Linked DNA regions of Rattus norvegicus: regions 2, 3 and 4 are each linked to region 1. Evidence: chromatin contacts called from public Hi-C data. All regions are on one chromosome and are shown on one strand. The core of a region is the stretch at or near the end of the contact, and the rest is flanking DNA. Distances in the headings are between cores, read along the strand shown. Region 1 holds the start of Sgk1 (serum/glucocorticoid regulated kinase 1). Region 2 has its middle 160 kb from the start of 1700020N01Rikl. Region 3 has its middle 190 kb from the start of 1700020N01Rikl. Region 4 overlaps LOC120098893 (a long non-coding RNA gene).

Region 1 (3,007 bases), core at 254-2,753:
TCTAGGACGAAGTAGAGTTTGTCAGCAGTCTGGAAAGAGAAGTGAAGGCCCACCAGGAAAGGGTGCTTCACATTCTTCAACAGAACATTGCGCTCTGACATAATATGCTTCTCCTAGGAAGGAAGAGAAGAGATTCAGTGGGGCAAATTCAGATTTCAACAGGGTAGCAAACCACAGGGTAAAAAAAGTTCTTCACCAGGCCTGCCACCAGGTGTCACCCTTACCTCCTTCTTCTTCAAGATGGCTTTCTTCTGCAAAACTTTGACGGCATAGAATGCTTCTTCTGCCTTGTGCCTTGCTAGAAGAACCTGAAATGTCAACCAGGACAGTCATTTTTCCCATCCTCCTTGGGGAGAATATCAAAGTGAATGCATGCCTAGTTGCAAAGTTTTCAGGGTTGCACTTACCTTTCCAAAACTGCCTTTTCCGATCACTTTCAAGAAGTGGAAGTCAGAGGGTTTGGCGTGGGGATTTGAGGATGGACCCAGGTTGATTTGTTGAGAGGGACTTGGCTAGAAAACAAGGCGGTCATCCTTTAATACATAAGCTGCACACAGCCTTACTGTTAACACATAAAATACTTTATGAAATACGCCTTTCAAAGCCTCACAGTGACTCAGTACTTAAACATTTGACTGACCACTACATATAATTTCTCCTCCAGCAGACAAGATATACTTACAGGAGGTGAGGGGTTGGCGTTCATAAGTTCGGGCTCCTGAGGTTGGGAGATTTTCAAATAGGATTGAACTTCAGGGCTGGAGATTAAAGGGCTGTTTTAGAAACTTAATTCACCACCAGAGGGCACACATACATAAAAGTTCTATTTCTGACTCAACCGTTCGGTATTTAAACTGAAAACATCAGAATGAATTACTTCCAAAAACCCATAAGGAAAACAAACCAGTTAAATGCAAATTAAGGTTTGTTTGTTAAGGGGACATGGATTTTGGTTAAGCATTCTCAAGAATTAATCTTACTAATGTTTAAAATGTTTTAAATAAGCAAAATGCTCAATACCAGAAGAGATCTACCATGGAGGAAAGACTTCAGCTCCCCCACCCCCTCGCCACCGTGAACAAGTTTTAGCTGCTAGTAAATTTAAACGATTCTTTCAATTTTCCCCAATAACCCAAAACTTACTGTTTGCATGCATAGGAGTTGTTGGCAAGCTTCTGAATAAAATCGTTCAGGCCCATCCTTCTCTGTTTCATGAAAGCTGTAATTTAAAGAGAGAGAGAAAAGAAGGGGGTTAGGCAGTTCTGCAACGTCCGACGCCACACGCTAATCTGATCCTGAACCTTCAAAACCCCGGATCATTTCCACGGCGCCTCTCCTACACAAGTCTGGTGCTTTTCCAGCACTCACCGATGAGGATTGCTACCATTCCCCTCATTCTGGAGTAGGTGAGGGTACTTCGAGCAGCCTCGGTTTTGACGGTCATCGCCCCGATATTTGGAAAGTGTCCAAAGAGACTAAAGGAGCAGTGAGACCGGCTTAGCCAACAGTGAGCTCCGGCTCTGCGACCGACTTTATAAGCCCTGAGCCTCCAGGGGGCGGGGCAGGCGGGACCAGGAAGCCACTCGGGGCCCCGCCCACAACAAGGCCCCGCCCGCCGGCCCGCCCGGTCCCAGCCACCCAGCAAGCTGTAGACCGAGTTGCGGGAAGATGGGCGAGTTGCTGCCGTGTCCTGAGCGATTCGTGCCAGTCGCCCCAGGCAGAACCGAGGCTTCCACAGGCTGCGCGAGCAGGACCCTGCCGGGATGCACTCTGCCTCCGTCCGCCTGGGCCGGAGGAAGGAACCGGAGGGGTGGAGAGCCTCGGTGATTTTCCATTTCCTCTCCCGTGCTGCCCGAGTGGACACCGCAATGCACGGCTCACCGCTCACCTCTCCCCCCTCTCTCTCTCCTCCTCGGTGCCCTGTCCCCAGCCCAGCGCGCAGCCTCCAGGTTCCCCCGCTGTACTCCGCCCTGATCTCCGCGGACCCGGAGTCCGGGCGAGCCGGGCGGCAGCACTTACCCAGTCCGCTTAGCAGGACGGACTCGCTCCTTTTCTGCGCCTCCACTCGCTTTTTGTGGCGGGGCCGGAGCAGGGACTCGAGCCGAGCCCGAGCCAGCGCGCCCTGCATCTCGCCCATGGCCGCGAACCGAGGGGCGCTCAGCGGGCCACAGCGACCGGGCGAGCACTGACGTTTCCTTGAAGGAGCCGCCGTGACTCAGGCCGGCAAGATTTCCTGCCCCAGTCCCAAAACAAACAAATGGCCCTTGTGCACGGCCGAGTCGCTTCCGAAAACGCCTTTTTTGTGCTTTTGGCCAAAACCAAGCAAGACTGAAAAATCCCAGAACTTGGAAGAGGAGGAAGGAAGGCTAGAGCGGGGCGGGGGGGGGGGGGGGTCAGGAATGTGTAGGGGAGGGGGCGGAAATAAGTCTCTGCGCTACAAGAAAAAAAAAAGTACAATCTTCATTTCACTTTTTTTTCCAACTAATCTCCGAGAACATTCTGTCCTTTCCGCATAAATTTTGAGCCTTGCAAATTTTAATCCTAGCCATGCCAAGAACACGTGAGGAGGTGGCAAGTTAAGAGGGAGCAGGGGCTTTTCTCCGGGGCCGACCTGGAGTGACCCTTGCGCAGTCAATACCCTTGCCCTGATGCCTGCCCCTCTCTCAAAAGAAATCTGCAAGATTGCATTGCATTGTTTTAAACCTCGTCAGTTTTTCCTTTGGGCTACCTGATGGCTGATCCAGGTAGACTTAATTATATATTATTGCTTGGTTTTTTGCAAGTTCATATAACTGAAGCCCGTTAACTCTTTAGATATTAGTAAGAGACTCGTCTCAAAAAGCTGGTGACAGAGGGAAGTCGCAGGAGGCAGCCTGAGTTGGGCAGGAGTGAAATGTCTTGCAGTAACCCCGCCGCTGGGGGTTGCCTGTCGCTGCAGCTTCACCGCCAACGTGGGGACGCGCGCCAGCGCTGGCCAGGAAGCCTGGAGCACCGGGTCTGGGCCAGC
Region 2 (3,007 bases), core at 159-2,658, 250 kb after region 1:
ACCGTGAATGTGTATGTCCCTTGAACGATCAGCTGGACCTAAATCTGTGGCCGTGCAGAGAGAGAGATGGGTGTGAGGGTCCAAGATAGCCATAGTCAACTGTGGCTGAAGTTCAAGAAGTGTACTCTTAGCTGCAAATTATGAAAGTTATTTAAGTATTTTTCTTCAAGTGAATAAATTTGCAAGCTATAAATCACTTTCTTATGAAACAATTCTACGATCTTGTGAATTTTTATTTAAAAAAAAATGTCTTACCAAATACAGCCATCCCTGGGCATCTGTGAGGGACTAGTTCCAGGGCCCAAATCTGGGGGTGCTCACATCCCTGTCTAAGATAGTATAGAATTTGCATATTACTTAAGCATATACTCCCGGATTCTTTAAAGGATCTCTAGGTTACTTAACAATATCTAATACGATGTGAATCTGTGGACTGTGTTTCTTAGGAGGCAATGATGAAGAGTTCACGACCTAAGAGTATCGGTTAGCAATATGCTCACTTCCTGTTAAGTGAGAAGAGAGCCCTGAGGTGAGGGAGCAGCACTTTGCCTGCTTCCAGCTTTTCCCTTGAATTGGGAAAGTCACAGCTCGCCCTGCGAGCAATGCTCTTGTACCTCGTGCCCAGTTGCCCTCTGCTGATCTGTTAGCCGGCATAAGTCACATAACTGACTATCCTTTTAACTTTCTATTCTTTTGCCACCATTCCTCCACAGCTCAAAGGTGAGTCGTTTCCACTTTGCTGGACCGTTCCCTCCGCCCCCTCACGGTCTGCCCAGTGTTAAAGTCCGGGTGAAGTCTTGCCGGGTTACAGGTTACATCGATCGCCGCACTTGCCTCTGTATAACCAGAACTCGGTAGGCCCGTTTTTTCCATAGCTTATCCCTGCTCCTCAAGACGAGTTTGTCTTGCGCCTCCCCCAAATCCAGAACAGTGCTATTCTGGCAATATCTGCTAAATTGAACTGAGAAAACCATAGACTGCGCCACTATTCTTAACTCTGATGAGCCGCATGTGCAGTGTGGTCTGCGCAGTCCAAATGTTCCCCGCCGCCCAAATGCTGCACAGCGTCCTTCCCGTTAGATGTAGCGAACCCTTTCTGTGTCTTTGAATGCCCGATAGTCAGACAAATCACCAGGGTCACACATGAAAATCATAATTGTGGGCCTCATGGGTTTTAGTGAACACTTCAAGAATTGCATCGGAGTCATTTATATAGTATCCAAGACATTTTCCCAAGGAAACTTATGATTAGGGGGGGAAAAAGCTATGATATTCCCGTCACAGTTGCCAGGAAAGGAACACACGGGAGGTAAGACAGGCACGAGACGTGGGAGTCAGTGGCCTGGACCGCCTCTGGTGGGTGTTGTATACAAGCTCCAGCAGAGCCATCACGGGCAGCAACACGTGGGCTGTTCTTTGAGGCAACGAACCAACGAGCGGGTTATTATGTGTATTTTCTCCCCTCCCTGCTCTTCAGCCTTCTGCTCCAAGTTATTTTTATACTCCTCTGACACTAGCTATCCTTTTTAGACACGCATTAACAAATTAGACGATTTTTACTGGCATTTTGTGGACTGCTCCTGAGGGATGGAGTCCTGAGATGTATGGGCGAGACGCACTAGTTTGAAAACAAGCACAAATGGTGAGATGGCGATTCAGGAAGAATGGGGTCAAGAACGCAGAAGTGAGGAAGGCTTGGGGAGAGAGAACAGGAAAACGGAGCAAAAGCTACAGGGACGCTGAGGGAAAGGGAGAAACGCCAGTTACCACGGTCAGATTGAAGTAATAAAAACACACACACACAAAATGTGGTCCACTTCTGTCTTTGTGGCAAAATGTATTAGTGTGCCACAGTGTGAAGGAAACGTTCTGGTCTTCAGAGGGTGGCCACATCTCTAAGCAGTGTGAGTCTGAGCGTAGAAAACGCTACCCACACAGTACTGCGTTCTGTTCTTGAACTGGCCGAATGCTAAATTACTTAACTCTTTACGTCCAGCTACTTGATATACTCAGGTCAGCTGTTTTCATGGATAAAAATATATGTTTAAAAAAACAGTATGTAGTTTAATGTCTTCTACTCGTTTGTTTGCTTATTTATTAATTTATTAATCTACTATTTGCCATTTGGGTTTCCTTTTGATACAGAATTCCACTGAACTCAGAACTTGCCAGGTAGGCTAGTTTGGCTTTGTGGTAATCCTCCTGCCTCTGCTTCCTAAATCCTGGGATTAAAGGTGTGCACTACCACACTCGGTTTATTTCCTTATTCCTGCTCTCCATTCAGAAAGGTTGAAAGGTCATCTTTTAAAAATAGGTTACTTTTCCTTGTTCTTTGATGATTTCATACATCTGTACACTGTGTCTTGATAACACCCCTAACGCCTGCCTCCAACTCCTCTTGGATAGTCCTATAACACATTGCCTCCAGTCTTCATGTTCTCTTTCCCCATGCAGACAATCCAGTCAGTTCTCCCTTCTAGAGCACTGACGGAGCTTGAGGCGCCCCGTTCAGGTCTTGTGCAGGTGAGCACTGCTGCAGTGAGTCAGTGCAGACAGCAGTCATGACTCTGGAGGACTGTGTTTGACAGGACTCTTCCCCATCCTCCAGCTCCCATGGTTTGGTTTTTCTACCCTTTTCTACTTGGCCGAGGCTCTGCATTGTGACCCTGTGAGGAGGAGGCTTCTCTGGCTCTACCTGAGAGCGGCTTGGATCACTGGCTGTGGTGGCTCAGGGAGCGCTCCTGAGTTCAAAGCCAGTCTGGTCTACAGGCGACACAGGGAAACCCCATCTCAAAAAAACAAGGTGGGGAGGGAGGGAGCGAGGGAGGGAGGGAGAGAGAGAGAGAGAGAGATACAGATACATGGTTTTGCCATGTCTGGATAGCAGAACGGCAATACTAGGTTTATCTCCACAGTGGATTCAAAGTCAGGCTGGCCTGTATATATATATATATATATATATATATATATATATATATATATATATATATATATATATATATATATA
Region 3 (3,007 bases), core at 154-2,653, 220 kb after region 1:
ATCATCCTTGCTCTCTGCAGGGTCTCTTGTTTGTTTCGGTGTCACCAGGGTGAAGTCCTGAGTCAGGCTGGATGGAATTCCTTAACTGCAACTTCGCTTAGACTAATTGGGTAGTGTTCTGACTTAGAAAACACATTGTTCGTGGTTCTGCTGTTTGTTTCCAAGGGAGTCCCAGGAAGGGGCGAAGGCTCATAAATATGACTAGTTGTGTGCTTGTGATTCATGTAGTCAAACCGGGAAGGAAGATCTGAAGTCAGGCAAGCCTCTCGAGGTCGCAGCCATCCCAGTCGCCCTCGGCATGTACGAAATTTCTTCCTGTTGACTCACAGCTCTGTGGAACTTTTATGGGCTCTGCTGCTGTTTGACTGGTGCCTCCCACCGTTCCAGAGCTGGCCATTCATGCTGTTTCCAGCTCAGTTTATCAGCCTCCAACTCATGAGTGTAAATATTGACTTATGGCTGTGTGGTATTACGATTCCTCAGCCATGTAAAATGATACACTTGAGGAGCATGCAGAAAATATTGTCCTGTTCCACTACTTGAACAAGGCTAGTGTGCAGGGGAAGGGACGAGTGTAGACAAACAGCACAGATTTAGAGCACCTGCTACCTGAGCCAGCTGCTCCATTAAGAGATTTGTTTTTTAAGGCAGAAGACAGAGTCTAAGTGGCTTAAGTGTCTATTGATCCATCCAGGCATCCAGGGAAACGGTTGTGTGACCTGCTTTTGGAGCACCCCTGATTCTGGGCTCTCTCTCTCTCTCTCTCTCTCTCTCTCTCTCTCTCTCTCTCTCTCTCTCTCTGTCTCTGTGTGTGTGTCAGTGGCAGCTGTTTGCCACCGATAGATGGACTATCCACCTACCTCCTGTGTTTCAGTGTCCTCACCTGAATGAGGATTGTGATGTCTACTTGGAAGGGTTGTCAAAACCAAATAACATGCTTAAGGAACTTCCACGGTGCTTGGCACAGGAGCGCTGCCAGCACGTGCTGAGTGGATAGCGCTCACCACTTGAGAAAAATGTGCAGAACTGAACCTGATAGGGCAGATTTGGAGGCAAGTTTTCTGACTAACCTTCCAATCTTTTCAGAAGGAAGTGAAGTTGCTTTTTCATCTTCACAATCCTCTAGAGGCGGGGTTTGGGTTTCTGTTGTCTCCCCCCCTCCCCCGTTCCCCTTCGCTCCCCCCTCCCACCCTCAGAATCCAGAAGCTCACACAGCCTCACATACTGTAGGAAAAATTCATTTGAGGAACAGGTTTCTCAAGCGTTTTCTTCTCTGAAGCGTTTTTGAAATTAAAGCAATATTCTTTTCCCTAAAAGAAACAATGTTGCGCACAGAGAGGCCCTCCCCAGGCTGAGCCAGCCAGCTGGATTGAGGTCATGTTGAATAGCCGCCACTGTCTGAGGCCCAGCCTGTGTGCGGTTCCACTCCTCCCTTGCTGTAGATGCTACTCCAGGCTCAGATGCTCACCCATTCCTTATGCTTAGATATCCTCAGTTCCCTTCTTTTTGGGGGTGATCCCGACTGTGCCTGGTTTAGGATACCTGGTGCCTTGACACCCCCACCCCACCCCCACCCTACCTCCTCCTCTATCATAGCCAAGCTTGCTTTAACTCCGTCAGCCCTCTCACCTCCCACTGTACACGTCGGTACCTGCACAGCTTTCTTTGCTTCTGTCTCCCCTCCTTCTGTAGGAGACTCGGTGTAGCTCCGTCTCTTCCTTTTTATGCATTTGTCACACTGATTAGGAGCAAGTGGGGAGTAGCCCACGTCTCCACCAGCCTGTAGCTGGAGACATGTTTGATTTACCTGGATGTATAACTTTGTCCTCACTGCCTAGGGCAGTTCCTGCTGCTGTCTACTCTTGTTTACCTGCATATTGATTTGTCTTAAAAAGCCACTGCCTAGGGTCACTAAGTGGAAACAATAACAATGTGGTAACAGTAATGGACCTTTCATTGGTGTTGATTTTGGTTCTTTTGGTTCTTTCACTGCGCAGTCCAGGCTGCCCTTAGAGCTCCCCCCCCACCCCCGCCCCCCCAGTGCTGGGAAGTATAGGCACTCGATTCCACATCCAGCTAATAACGAACATTGTAAGTTGCTACATACAGTTTTTCTAGACTCATTCTCTCTCTTTTCCCTTTCCCTTTTTTCTCCCCTCGCCCACGACGTGGACTGAATTTCTTCAGAAATCTGAGAGCAGGAAACACCTGAGGCACAGAGTAGTAGTTAACGCCTCACCCCGGCTCACGCTCACGGCCAGTAAGTACACTGAGGTCTACATCTCAGCGGGGCCGCATTGCAAAGACTTGTGTGAGCATGGCTGAACGAATACACAGAGATGCAGGCTAAGTTCTTCAGGAAGGACAAAGGCATTGTGTAAGCACTCCTTTTTTATGGAAGAGGGAGGAACACTGACTATGGAGACAGAATTGCTTCCTGGTGGAGGGAGGAAGCCCCTGAAAAGTAGCACCAGGTCCCCTTTCCCAATTAAGAAGCATCAGTGAGGCGGGGTTGTCTAAAGATGCCTGTTCCAGGCTGCCTAGCCTTCGGCCTCTGGTCTGGCTGGTTAGTGATGCCATCAGCCCTTGGCCAGCAAGGCGTCTGGTTGGTTTCCTCCTTCAGTCTGCTCTGCCCTCTACTCCGTGTCCAGTCGGCTTCTCTCTGTTTTCATGTTGGGCTTGCAGATCACTTTCTTGAGAGAGCCACAAGGTTAAGTAGTAACCGTGGTATTGGTATTCCATATAGGTCGCCGCTCCCTTCGTGCCTGTCTGGGCTTCCTGTTTCCTTCCTTATTTGTCACACTGGACTGTCTTTCCCAAGAGACGGAGGGCTCCTGGGGGCAGTGCGGTGCATCCTTCCCCCTCGTGTCTCATGTATCAAGGGAACATGAGGGTTTGGCACTCAGTACAGGCTTGTGTTGACGAATGAATGGAATGGTGACTAGGTCCTGGAAAACCTTTCCTAATCCTCACAAACATTCCCTCCCCTCCCTTCCTCCTCTGCTCA
Region 4 (3,007 bases), core at 160-2,659, 170 kb after region 1:
GTATGTATCCCAGACACTGAAGCAAGAAGCTGTAACGTTGAAGTTGCCTTGGAGACCCTAAGATATTCAAGATGCCAGAGCCATGCTCTATCTGTTGAGGAAAGCTGCTAACAGGGAGTGGAACCAGCCCAGGAGAAAGAAGTTTGTTGCAGTCAACAAAGATGAAAAGGGAGCTGAAGATCTGAAGATGGCTTTGACATCAGACATGGAGATGCGGAGTTTGGAGTTTGCCCAGCTGGTTTCCTGTCTTGCTTTGGTGATTACAGTTAAGTGATTGGATGGATCTCAGAAGAGACTTTGAACTTTGGACTTTTAACATTGTTGATACTGCTATAGACGTTGGGGACTTTGGAAGTTGAACTAAATGTACTTTTTTAAAAGTATGCTATGAATAGATATGGCCCCCATGGACTCATGTGTGTAAACAAGCCTATGAGGGTCAGGGAGTGGAATATGATGGTTTGTATATGCTTGACCCAGGGAGTGGCACTATTGGAGGTGTGGCCCTGTTGGAGTTGGTGTGGCACTGTGGGTGTGGTCTTAAGATCCTCACCCAACTGCCTGGAAGTCAGTCTTCCACTAGCAGATAAAGATATAGAACTGTCAGCTCCTCCTACCCCATGTTTGTCTGGATTCTTCCATGTTCCTCCCTTGATGATACTGGACTGACCCTCTGAATCTGTAAGCCAGCCCCAATCATTTGCCTTGGTCATGGTGTCATTCACAGCAGTAAAACCCTAAGACTTTATTATTATTTTTATTATTATATTATTATTATATTATTAATTATTATTGTTTTATATTAGCTACCATGGATAGCCCTAGGCTGGCTATATGACTAAGTCAATTTTTATTGATCTATTGAGAATGATCACCTAGCAGGAAAGAGCAAAATGTTGAGCTTAGTTTTATTTTTAAAAATAAAATGTGTTCATAAATACATACACAGAAAATGGAACATGGTTTTATAACCACTGAAAATAAACAGCAAATAACTATGGAAATTACCGGTGTCAAGAAGTCAATAAAAGCTTAGTCAATGAATTCTGACCCATTTCTGAATCTTTTGATAATGAAAGAAATGCTCCAGGGCAGGTCTCAGTGTGGGAGATCCTGGGGATCAGAGGCCCCAACATGCCCTGAGGGCATGTCCTTGTTTTGACAGCTGCCAAGACCTCAGCCCTCAGTGACCTGCTCCAAAACTGGTCTTCAGAGTCACTCCGGTCATCCTCAGGGTACCCAACCCTTAGCATGAGCACCACATTCTGTTCATAAGCTAGATGACTGAACATGGTTCCTGTAGCTGGCTGGGTTCTGTGACCCAAGAATTATGAGAGACAGACTGACCGGCAGCCAGATGGATGAAGTGTCCAGAAAGAATGGGAGAGAGTTAGGAACCATTAGACCTGGAGTCCTGAGGGCCTGGCCTTGGTGGCTCCCTCCTACTTATTCTTTGAGCTTAGTGTTTGACAAGGCTGGGGAGTTTCAAGCTTCACTTGAAACTGAAGAAGAATGCCTTTTAGACTTCTGTCTTACTTTAGATGAATGAATGTTTTGCATGCCTGTGGTTGTTTGCATATGCTTGGCCCAGGGAGTGGCACTATTAGAAGGTGTGGCCTTGTTGGAGGAAGTGTGTCACTGTGGGGTGGGCTTGGAGAGCCTCCTCCAGTCTTCCAGCTGCCTTCAGATGAAGATGTAGAGCTCTCAGCTCCTCCTGCACCATGCCTGCCTGGATGCTGCCATGCTCCTACCTTGATGATAATGGACTGAACCTCTGAACCTGTAAGCCAGCCCTAATTAAATGTTGTCCTTTATAAAACTTGCATTGGTCATGGTGTCTGTTCACAGCAATAAAATCATAACTAAGACAATGCCGGTATGGATATGTACCTTATGTCTGTCTTGGGCCCATGGAGGTCAAGAAGAGAAAGTCTGAACCCCTGGAACTGGAGTGAGGGACGGCTGTGAGTCATCATGTAGGTTCCGGGGCCTGAACTCAGGTCCTTGGCATGAGTAACAAGTGTTCTAAACTGATGAGTCATCTCTCTAGCCCCATGATCTACATTTTTCTGGTTAATAATTATGTATTTATATTTCACTCATATTTTTTTGTTGTTGTTTGGTTTGGTTTTGAGACCCAAGCCAGCCCTAAACTTCCAGAGATCAGTTCCAGGGGAGCTCATTAGCCAGACAGCCTAGCCTAGCAGCTCCAGGTTCAGTGAGAGACATTGTCTCAAGAAAGTAAAATAGAAAGAAATAAAGGAAGATATTGGTTACTGATGTTTGTTGTACACGCAAGTATCTTACCTACACACATACATGAGTATGTAACACACACACACAGAAACACACATATAATAAATAAAAAACAAAATTTATATTTTAATATTTCAGAATGCTGGAATATCAGGCGGAAAGAAGTTTACACAACTTGGGTCTTTTTCTTTTCTTGCTTTTTGTTTGTTTGTTTGTTTTGTTTTGACAAGGTTTCTCCGTGTAGCACTGGTTGTCCTGGAACTCACTTTATAGACCAGGCTGGTCACTTGTCTGTGTATCACAAGTGTACCACCACGCTGGGCTCAATTTGAGTTTTCTTCTAGTAAACTTTTTTTCTCACTGTTGCTTCTCGTCTTGTCCAGAAGACAGTCATCTCTAAGCTGCTGCCACATCGGAGTGCTAGAATACTCTGGCTCCCGTCACAAAGGTCTTAAAACCTGGGGCCAAGGAGTACATCGTCCCTTAGGTCTGGCAACCAGACATTCAAGATATAGCCGAGCCTGGTATCGAATGCCCGTAGTCCTGGTCCTCAGGAGGCTGAGGAATTCAGAGCAAATACAGGTTATATGTGGAAACATATATATGTATAAATATAAAAACAGTACAAGTGCAGAAAGGAGTACTGTTAAGGAAAGGACGGTGATCTGAGGGAGGAAAGAAGGGGTAAGTAAGGATAATAGTTCGATGAATACGGGCACAAGCCGCTGTGCGCATGTGTGAAAATGTCTTG

What was found. Hi-C and Micro-C count contacts between places; a contact is called where the count stands out from the background.
Region 2: a contact with region 1 is called in a Hi-C map of frontal cortex, with 2.9 times the contacts expected there. The contact joins the enhancer-like site here to the promoter of Sgk1 in region 1.
Region 3: a Hi-C map of Schwann cells shows a contact between it and region 1, with 4 times the contacts expected there. The contact joins the enhancer-like site here to the promoter of Sgk1 in region 1. A contact is called at or near these places in 4 of 12 Hi-C or Micro-C datasets (the A7r5 cell line, the Rat2 cell line, Schwann cells and 1 more) and 1 of 1 datasets of contacts at active chromatin or transcription factors (oligodendrocytes).
Region 4: a contact with region 1 is called in a Hi-C map of the A7r5 cell line, with 3 times the contacts expected there. The contact joins the enhancer-like site here to the promoter of Sgk1 in region 1. A contact is called at or near these places in 3 of 12 Hi-C or Micro-C datasets (the A7r5 cell line, the Rat2 cell line and mammary epithelial cells) and 1 of 1 datasets of contacts at active chromatin or transcription factors (oligodendrocytes).

The regions. Positions count from the first base shown.
Region 1 is chr1:24,803,328-24,806,334 of GRCr8, forward strand. It overlaps Sgk1 (serum/glucocorticoid regulated kinase 1), which reads right to left and starts at 1,504. Exons shown (of 12, transcript NM_019232.3): 1 at 1,369-1,504; 2 at 1,144-1,219; 3 at 683-758; 4 at 408-512; 5 at 225-308; 6 at 1-113. The coding sequence starts at 1,444.
Region 2 is chr1:25,054,008-25,057,014 of GRCr8, forward strand. No RefSeq gene overlaps it. Among named protein-coding and RNA genes, the nearest start is that of 1700020N01Rikl, 160 kb to the right of the region's middle. Within about 2 kb of position 1,409, at least 8 of the 93 cell types and tissues checked have an H3K27ac peak or open chromatin away from gene starts, as enhancers often do.
Region 3 is chr1:25,025,063-25,028,069 of GRCr8, forward strand. No RefSeq gene overlaps it. Among named protein-coding and RNA genes, the nearest start is that of 1700020N01Rikl, 190 kb to the right of the region's middle. Within about 2 kb of position 1,404, at least 49 of the 93 cell types and tissues checked have an H3K27ac peak or open chromatin away from gene starts, as enhancers often do. A contact at or near this core is called in the A7r5 cell line and Schwann cells, where this site is marked.
Region 4 is chr1:24,973,367-24,976,373 of GRCr8, forward strand. It overlaps LOC120098893 (a long non-coding RNA gene), which reads left to right. Exons shown (of 3, transcript XR_010058885.1): 1 at 1-3,007. Among named protein-coding and RNA genes, the nearest start is that of Sgk1, 170 kb to the left of the region's middle. Within about 2 kb of position 1,410, at least 10 of the 93 cell types and tissues checked have an H3K27ac peak or open chromatin away from gene starts, as enhancers often do. A contact at or near this core is called in the A7r5 cell line, where this site is marked.